2 separate regions of the Gossypium arboreum genome follow, and region 1 is linked to region 2. Evidence: chromatin contacts called from public Hi-C data. All regions are on one chromosome and are shown on one strand. Each heading gives the region's core, a stretch centred on a gene start, on an enhancer-like site or on the middle of the called end of the contact. The rest is flanking DNA. Distances are from core to core; before and after follow the strand shown. Region 1 holds the start of LOC108466615. Region 2 holds the start of LOC108482846.

Region 1 (4,701 bases), core at 1,154-3,653, 470 kb before region 2:
TTTCTTCCTATTAACTTCAGCCTTTTCAGATTCATCAAAGTGTTGTTGTGTTTCCTGTTGTTCAAATACCTTATTCTCGCTCTCAAGAGCTGCTGTTGATTCATCGAGCAAAAAATTGGCTTCACACATCATTTTCCTATCACAATCAGCAATACTTCCTTCCCCATTGCGAACAGACGGACACGAAGAACTCAAGACAGCATCACTGCACTCTGTGATCCTCTGCAAATCCTTTATCCTTGATGAATTTGCAAACTCAACTAGATCCATTCCGTGAAGAAATCTTTCACGCCGCTCCTTAACACTTCCAGGTTCATTCATCCAAATTTCATACTCTAATTTCCCACACTCTAATCCTTGTTTCGCTAAAACAGGCTCTTCGGTCGACAAGCAATCCAAAGAATCAAAGAAGACATCATTTTCACCCTCTTCGGAACTTAGCATGACTAGTAACTAAGACTAGTGTTCCACATCAAAACCAACTCTTAAGACTAGTGTTCCACATCAAAACCAATTCTTTCAGTACATTCCTCTAAGCAACCCAAGAACTTTCCTAGACCCTTTTTGAATCCCCAATTCACAGACAAGAGTTTTAACTCAATTGATAAAGCAAAAATTCAAAGCAAAATTAGCAACAACCCCTGTTAGCATGCTCCAGAACTTGAACATATATGGATCCCAGTATACAATTAACATTAAAAAAAATGATGACACCCAGGGCCCGGAATGGTGGAAATAATCAAATAGTTAAAAACAAAGACCAATGTTTGAATGGTTTCAAGGCTAGTACCTTGGGTTCCATGCAAAAAGCAGAAATGGAAATTTCCAAAAAACCACTATTACCGACTCTCCCCTTTTGATCATGGGTTGCTCAACAACTCAAAACTCGATTTTAAACCTTTGGAAAAACCTTGAAACTCTTGAAGGGGCAAATATGAAGAGAAACCCAGAATCGAAAACCAAATGGGTTATAGAGAGAGTGTGTGGTTCGGCATTGAGGGCCTCGAGATTTGGGATTTCGGGAACGCACGAGCGACAAGAAGAAGCGGCGCAGCTCGGGGAACAAGAACCTAGACTTGTGCTTTTTCTGCAACAAAGCTCTTTCTCTTTTTTTCTCTTGGATTTGTGTTGGTAAGGGAATGGTGATGATTATATCTAACAATATCTGTAAACACCAACAAGTTAGCCAAAATTAATGGCAGAACAGAACGAAATGGGGAAATTTTGGAAACTCCATAACACCAAATGAAGAAGGTTTTGAACATGAAAATATGGAAACTCTGCTAGAATTTAAAAATGTATAATACTAATGGTAATAGTAATAAGGACTAAATTATTCTTAGTACCCCGATACAGCAGAATTCTGAAGGAAGAAAACTGACAATTCAGCTTTTAAGTACTGAAGAGAAAAAGAAAAGTTGTGAAAAGTAAGTTGCACATCGTAGATTATTGGTGTAAATAAAAGTTTTAAATTTTTCTTTTTCAGAAAAAAAAACAAAAAAAAAGACTTAACCTTTAAAAGCTAGTACAGTTGGTTCTGTTATGTGATTTAATTAGGCTGAGTTTTAAAAGGCCAAGAAAGGGCATTAAATGGTGGGAATTAGCCAGCCTATGAAACACCAACACTAGCAGCAATAGGCTCAACAACACCAGTTCAACTTATTTAAGAGAAAAGGGTCCCCAAAAAAGCACAAAAAGAATAGTTAAAAAAATAACTATATAATTACAGAGGCTAGGGGTCTCTACTGAGCTAGCAACGGAACCATAAATGGTTTAAAAACATATAGGTAGGCTGGTTTCATTTTCAGCAAGCCAAAAACAACACACCCTCAGATTCAGACCCTCTCTTGGGTTTGGTGTTGCAGCAGATGATTTTATGTTTATCTTTTAAGTTTGATAAAAACAGGCGAACATGAAGAAGAGTGTAGCTTTGTTGATCTCAGTTTACCTGTTCTGGTTTTGAGTGTGTTGGGTGCTTCCCTCATCTAATTTGATCTGTCTGTGTCTTATTTTAGAGCAAAATTCCGGGTTTTTTGGGGTGTTGCTGGTACCTAATGCAAACCAGATCATCATCAAAATGGGGAAGGTTTTCTTACTTGGGGATTCTGGGGTTTCAATTCCATCTTCAACAAAACAAAAGATTTCATCTTGGGATTTTTATCACGTCATCATTGAACACAAAATGAAAGAAAGTAAAAAAAAAAAAAAAGGAAGAAGAAGAAAGAAAGAAAGACCCTTTTTTCTATTCCATTTCTTCTACTACATATAGGTATATAGCTTTTGAAGTTACACCAAAATCTCAAACAAGCTTTGCCATTTTCGTTCACTACAGTTTCATGAGGGACATTTTATTTGCTTGTGGTAAGAAAGTCTAAGATTCTGATTACGGGATTGTACGGTGGTGACATTGAAGAAAATAAACTGAGATGATAAATATGGGTGATGGCATGAACCAGTCGGCAAAATATCAAAAGCTTCCAAAACCCAGTGTCACTTTCTTTGCTAATGGCAAATGGGGTGGCCTTGAGACCACGCCATTTTCACCTTTTTCCCTTTTTTTAAAAGAAATTATTTTCCAACCCATTATTTGATTTAGACTTTTGGAGTTTTTTGGATTATGTTTACAACAATCCACCATTGCCACTCCCATTGAAGCCTTTCATGTGTCAATAAATCTCATGATAACCTGATGAAAAGGATTTGGATAATAACCCAACCTTAGGCTGCACTAGTGGTAGAACAATATATATATTTATATATATATATATATATATATCTTTGATGTGTATGTGTTGTTTGACTTGAAAAAAAAAAAGTTGAAAATGCCATGAACAATAGAAAAAAGGATTTTGTTTTGTTATTTTCTATATTACATCTTTCTTTTCAAGGAAACATAAAATGAATTTGGAAGGATAAACATTATGCATCTGCAACGTTGATTCACAAACAAACGAAAAAAAAAAAAGTATTCAATGTGTCAATGGATCTAATATTTTTGTTATGATTGGCTAACATTTTTTTATTTTATTTTTGCACTCATAGAATGAGGAGGGGATTAACAGCAAAATACAACAAACAGAATTAATTAATGTCAATAAATACAGAAGGTAGAAGAAAAAAAAAGGCTATCCACATGGTTGTTTATTTGTTTATTTTATATGAATAATATAGGATAGATTTAACTAAAAAATTTACAGGACCGATTTGAACACCCAAACTTAGCTTCATCTCTCTCTATTCCATTGCTCCATTCATTCCACAGTGTTTGCTTTAATTACGACCTTATGTTTACCTTAATTGGTTTGCAGTTTTTATATATATATATATATATATATTTAGGTTTAGGTTAATTTTTAAAAATATTTATCAGGATAGATAATTCAATTAGATAATTATATTTTATTTTAAAATGTAATTAAAACACGAGTAAGATAATAAAAATATTAATATATTATTATTTATAAGTGATAAGCTTAAATTACTAAAATGGTATCTAAACTATACTATTTTTTTATGCTTAATTTTTTATCACAAATGGTACTTAAATTATATTTTAATACCTAAGTTATGCTTTGTTACCCAATTTACTCTAACCGTTCAAAAAAATTTGTTAGCCAATAATTTTTTGACACTTAACACTTTAAGTTAAAAAATAGAATTAAATTAAGTTACGAAAAATTAAAGTTAATTAAATTTAACACTTTACAATTTTTTTACACTCTCTCCCTCCCTGGCCCCACTTTCCTCCGCAATTCTCTTACAATATTTTTCTATTTTACTTCTTTTCAGAATTTGAATTTCATGTTTTATTTGAGTTTTTTCATTATAAAGGTTCAAAGAATATTATCTAATTTATGTAAAGTATATAGAAATGAAGAGAAAATTATTTTTAAAAAATAATATATAGGTTTTGGATCGAGGTAAAAAGGAATCAACATCAATGTTTAAAATGGAAAAGAAAATCACCAAAAATCTGGATTTTGTTATCAAATATTGGGTTTGATGAGTTTGGGGTTCTTGAATTTTCTCATTGGAGTTTTTGCATGAAGAAAAAAGAGATGAATATTTTATAAGGTCTTTAAAAATAAACTCAAAGAAAAAATATTTGTTTTTAACTTTTTAAGGTAAAATTTGACATATGTCATAAAATGATTGCTTAAGATACTTTTTACAATGGTTAGGGTATTTTGAATAATGGAGTATAGTTTAGGTACCACTTTAAGCAACGAAGTATAATATAAGTGTCACTTATGACAAAAAAAAAGTTAAGATACTAGCATGAGAAAAAGAAAATGATTTAAATACCATTTTTGTGGTTAAAACTTAATTAATAATTTTTTGAATAATTTCATTATAAAATTTGATCATATTTGTTCTTTTTGACATAATATATATAACTATTTATAATCTCCCATTAACTTATAAATAAGAAAAAATGCGCTTCAATACACTCGAACTCATATTCTCTTATATGAAGAATAATGCACATACTAATTGAATTATGACTCTAGAGTTAAATAATAATTAAAAAATGTATTCCTGAATATTATATAGCATCCTAAAAGAATTTGTGATTAAATTAAAGATATTATTGTCACCTCAAGCTTAGTGCCGGGAAACTTGGAGTAAAAATGAGAAATCGGGACCTACAGTGGTAATCGCGAAAATCAAGACAAAGTGAAGGAATCAATTTGGTGGTAT
Region 2 (4,577 bases), core at 1,846-4,345:
CTGATCCGTCAACAACATCCACTACCCTTTCTTCGTCGACTTCATCTTCTTCCTCAACTATGTCTTCATTGTCATCTTCAACCAAAGGGTTCGATGTACCCTCACCAGATCTGATCATTGGGAGTAAGTTATCAATTCTTATTTACCCAAATGCTAGATAAAAGCTGCACCGGATTGCCAACTGGCATAGGTTAATGGCCAATCGGTATAAGTGCTTCTCCCCAAAACATCAAACCATCGAAGTTGAAATCGAACTTACTAACTCAATGTAGTTCCCAAGTGTCGAGGTTTGAGTTACGCTTATACCCCGATTGATACTGGCCGTTGAAGTTGAAATTGGTGCCTAAAATCGAAGAATGTCTACCTATTAATGCTTCGGGGACATCATAATGAGAGCTTTGTAACAAAACAGTGAACCCACCACACAATCATATAGTAGGACTTTCTACTTCTGCTTTGGTTCCTGCATTAGCCGCAATAGTGGTCAAAGATGAACTAGCTCTATCGGCATCGACAGATTCGATATGTAACTCTATTATAGCATTTTTACTTGAGCAATATGATGATATGATCGCCTCCAACTCAAGCTCGCCTTTCACATTAAATAGATCATACTTAAAGGGGTTAACTGATGTCAGATATCTACATTGCAAGCTCGAAATTCTTCACAGCTCGAACCCTCTACTTTCTTCCTAATTTTAATTCGTAGCTCATACGATTGAATGGTACGGTTGAAAGCAAATTCCATGAACTGAGCTCCTACAAATATGACCCCAATTTTCTTATTACATATTTGACTGTCGTAGTAAATGACGAATTTCACTTGTCAACTCATTTTAATTTTAAAAAAATTATATATTTAGAACCAAAAAAAAAAATTCAAATGGATACCCAAAGAAATGAAGACGACACTTGCAATGCAACTCTTCAATGTTTTATATGAATTTATTGCGTGTTTAAATTCTGAATATTTTGATATTTTATTAGCAAAATAGAACGATGAGAGAGGGAATGCGTGCTTCAAAATGTATTTCAAAAGACATGCTTTCATTGAATAATAATAATAAAACATTCTTCAATGCTCGAAAAAGTGCTTCACAAATCAAATGATTTCATCAAACACATGCTTCAAAAGGTGTTCAATGCTTTAAAACATGTTTCAAATCTTACCCTGATCCTGGGAATCTTGGGTAATATTTGAAACACATTTTTCAGATATTTAATGAAAACGTTGGTGCTGCAATGCATTTTTGGCCACGAGGATTTTTTTCTTTTGCAATCTCACCCTTCTCTCACACCTACAAAAGTGAGACTTCCCCTATATGCTCTATCATTCCTAAATTCATCATCTCTATCGGCCTCCATCCCTCTAATTTACATTATTTTTATCTCTTGGTTTCTTCTTTACTTCAGTATTAAAATTTTTGTCGCTAATAAAATTTTCGATTTGCAGTATTCTTGAGTCGTTGGTGATGCAATATTGCTCCGAGATGCACACATTTCATATATCTTGTTAAGATAGAACCATTACCTTGGAAACCTATTCTGTGGAACTTGGGTTTTGGGGTGATTTTGTTTTAAATGATCATGGATAGAAGTCTATGTAGAGGTCTCAGTCGAAGACCATGATGAGTTCATGGATTGGAGTATAACAGGGAGCCAGTTAATCGTCATTATGCGGGCACGATCTCAAACTTTTCGAATACCTAGAGATGTTGCCTTATAAATACCATACAGAAGTTTAAGGGCATACTCATAAGGAAAACTGTAGGGCTTCCCGCTATAATCAGCGTAATTTTTTCTCCATTTTCACTCAGCCAGTATCTTTAACCTTCATTCTTATCCAAAAGTCAGCACTGCTGTAGACATAAAAGGACTCTTGAGTAGACAATGTTGTTGCGGTGCAGTAAAGGTAATGCTCCTTTCGAGGTGACAATAGTTGCCGTTATTAAAGAACCCATTAATAACTACAATTGTTGTCACACCGACCAGAGTCTGACCTCTACTGTGTTGGAACATCCACTATCTGCCTGAGAGCCCTCTTGTGCCTACTTCGATGTCAGCCTTTGGATAAGAATGAAAGGTTAAAGATATCAACTGCCTGGAAATAGAGAAAAAATTATGTTGATTACACCAAAAATCCCTTCATTTTTCCTTATGATTATGGTCTCAATCTTATGTATGGTACATATAACGCATCATTTGCGGGTATCCAAAAAGCTTGAACTCGTGACCGCATAATGGGTATCAACTGGCCCTCGGTTATACTTAAACCCGTGACCACATCACGTTCACTGACTGAGACCTCCACTTAGACTTCGACTTGTGACCGTATCAAGCATTGTCACCCCGAAACCTAACTTCCGTAAGATGGGTTTCTGAGGTAATGGTCCTATCCCAACATGACATATAAAATGTATGTGTTTTGAGACACATTAATGCATCCCCAACCCCTCAAATCTACTTATAAACTTTTTACAGTTTCACTCCTAAAATTCTAAAGCCTAATTCTTAACAAAAAAAACCTTAATTTTTAATTCAAAAAACTCTAACCCTAACCTTAAAAAATAAAATAAAAATATTGAGGAGAGAGTATGAAAGCGCGTCTAGCTAAGTGCGCTTTAACATTTTCACTCTAAAAAGACCTATTTCCCTAAAATTAAAAAAAATAACCTAAAAAGCCAATTAAAAAAATCGACATATATTAAAAAAATTTACATATACTACTAATTTAGCCCATTGATATCTTATATTTTTATATTGCTGCAAATTAATCAAATTTATAAAAAAATTCTAATGTTAAGATAAACCTCTTAAAATGGTTTAAAGTTGTATAGAACTAAACCATCAAAAGAATTTTTTATATTGAAAAACATATATTTCATCGGATTAAATAATTTTCTTCCTCATTAACATTACTATCGTTTTTATAGTTGATTTTATAAAAAATTAAATTCTTTGTTCAATAGGTAGAAAATTATTTTTAAAAAATAATTACAACAAATGAGGAAAAGAAAAATACAAGAAGGAAAGCCCATTAAAACCAAGCTTCCCTAGTAGAGGCCAAAAAGTAAAAACTTTGATAAAGAAAAGGGGATTTCAAGGGTGGAAGATTGAATTGTTATTTATGTAATTAAAAAAAAAAAACCCTAAATTCAGAGATAGTGCTTGAATTGAATGAATAAAATATTTGGGTTTAATTGTAAGAACTTAGGAATTGATGAAGTCGCATGTCAGATCACAGCAACGTAAATAAACTAAGAATCCTAAGTTTACAGTTTTACAATTTACAGCAATGAAACCCCCTGCATTCCGTTCATTCAGATTTCTTACCAAAAAGATCAACCAACCCTCTCTCCACCACCACCACATTTCTTGAGATCCCAACCACACCCACCGTTCATTCAGATTTTCCGAGGCTCAGTGCCTTAGCCTTCATTCTCCTAACCCCACAAACCTCTCATCTCTCTCCTTTGGATATCAATGGCGGACTATGAGCCAACACATCATCAAACCATCCCCAAGGAAACGGCTCTTCAAGCCTTAAACACTATAATCCAGCTCCATTTTGAGAAAACCCTGGAAAAGAAAAGAGCTATCGATCTCCAAAAGAAAGAGCTCCACAAGCTTTTCCAGCTCTTCTTCATCTTCTTAGCCCTCGTCTTCATGGCTCAAGCTCAGTCCACACGTCTCCAATGCCGCCATTGTTGGGCACCCATCACTTTGCTTTCCCTTTCCCATCTTATCTTCTACGTTTCAGTGGCCCAGACCTTGAGGTGCATCAATGGGTTCAAGTACCAGAGAAGGTGCCACAAGCTGACTCTTGGCCTGGCTACTGATAAGCTTAGAGAAATGAAGATGAGGATTAACAATGGCGAGTTCGTTGATGGGTTTGGAGAAGAGGGTGAGTTCGAGATTCATTACCAGGAACCTCCTGAAACTTACTTTGCAAAGTTCAAGAGAAACTGGGCATTGCATTTTGGTTTCCTTATCTTGATCTATGCTTTCATGGTTTCTTCTACAGTTGTCTTGCTTTGTTTTTAATTCATTTGGATCATTTTTTCCCCAGTGTTGTTTAAGAAGAGGAATTGATTGCTTTATGTGTATATCTTGGGTTAGATTCTTGAGGCTCAATATTAAATCAAGAAGAAAAACTTGAAAAATGATGTTTATTATTCTTGAATTTATTATTATTATTATTTTTTTTTTGTCTTTTGGATAAAAGGCTTAATTGTTAATGATGAAAGTAGATCTGCTTTTTATGTTGAATGTAGATTGCGAATTTGTATGTTTGCTAGCAGCATTTCTTGGTGAGGATAGAGATAGTGGTTATTGTATAAAAAGGAAGACTGATTTTAAACGTAGTTGGCTTGACTCCACTACTTTTGAGGTGTTGAACGTTAGAATTTAGAGCACACCATCCATTTAATCTTGAAATTTGTTTTCTAAACCGATCTAATCGAACTGACTTCGAGTTGGTCGGTTCGGTCGATTAACCCAAGTTTTTGTCCCTGTAAACCATTTTCAAGCGGCATACAAACATCTCAGCTATACTTTATCTTGCTGGTCATGTTTGC

The links. Hi-C and Micro-C count contacts between places; a contact is called where the count stands out from the background.
Region 1: a Hi-C map of leaf shows a contact between it and region 2, with 4 times the contacts expected there. The contact joins the promoter of LOC108466615 here to the promoter of LOC108482846 in region 2. A contact is called at or near these places in 2 of 5 Hi-C or Micro-C datasets (both in leaf).

Annotation. Positions count from the first base shown.
Region 1 is chr10:15,225,470-15,230,170 of ASM2569848v2, reverse strand. It overlaps LOC108466615, which reads right to left and starts at 2,403. Exons shown (of 8, transcript XM_053020582.1): 1 at 1,949-2,403; 2 at 1-1,165. The coding sequence starts at 444.
Region 2 is chr10:14,753,981-14,758,557 of ASM2569848v2, reverse strand. It overlaps LOC108482846, which reads left to right and starts at 3,095. Exons shown (of 1, transcript XM_017785932.2): 1 at 3,095-4,269. The coding sequence starts at 3,484. The coding sequence ends at 4,044.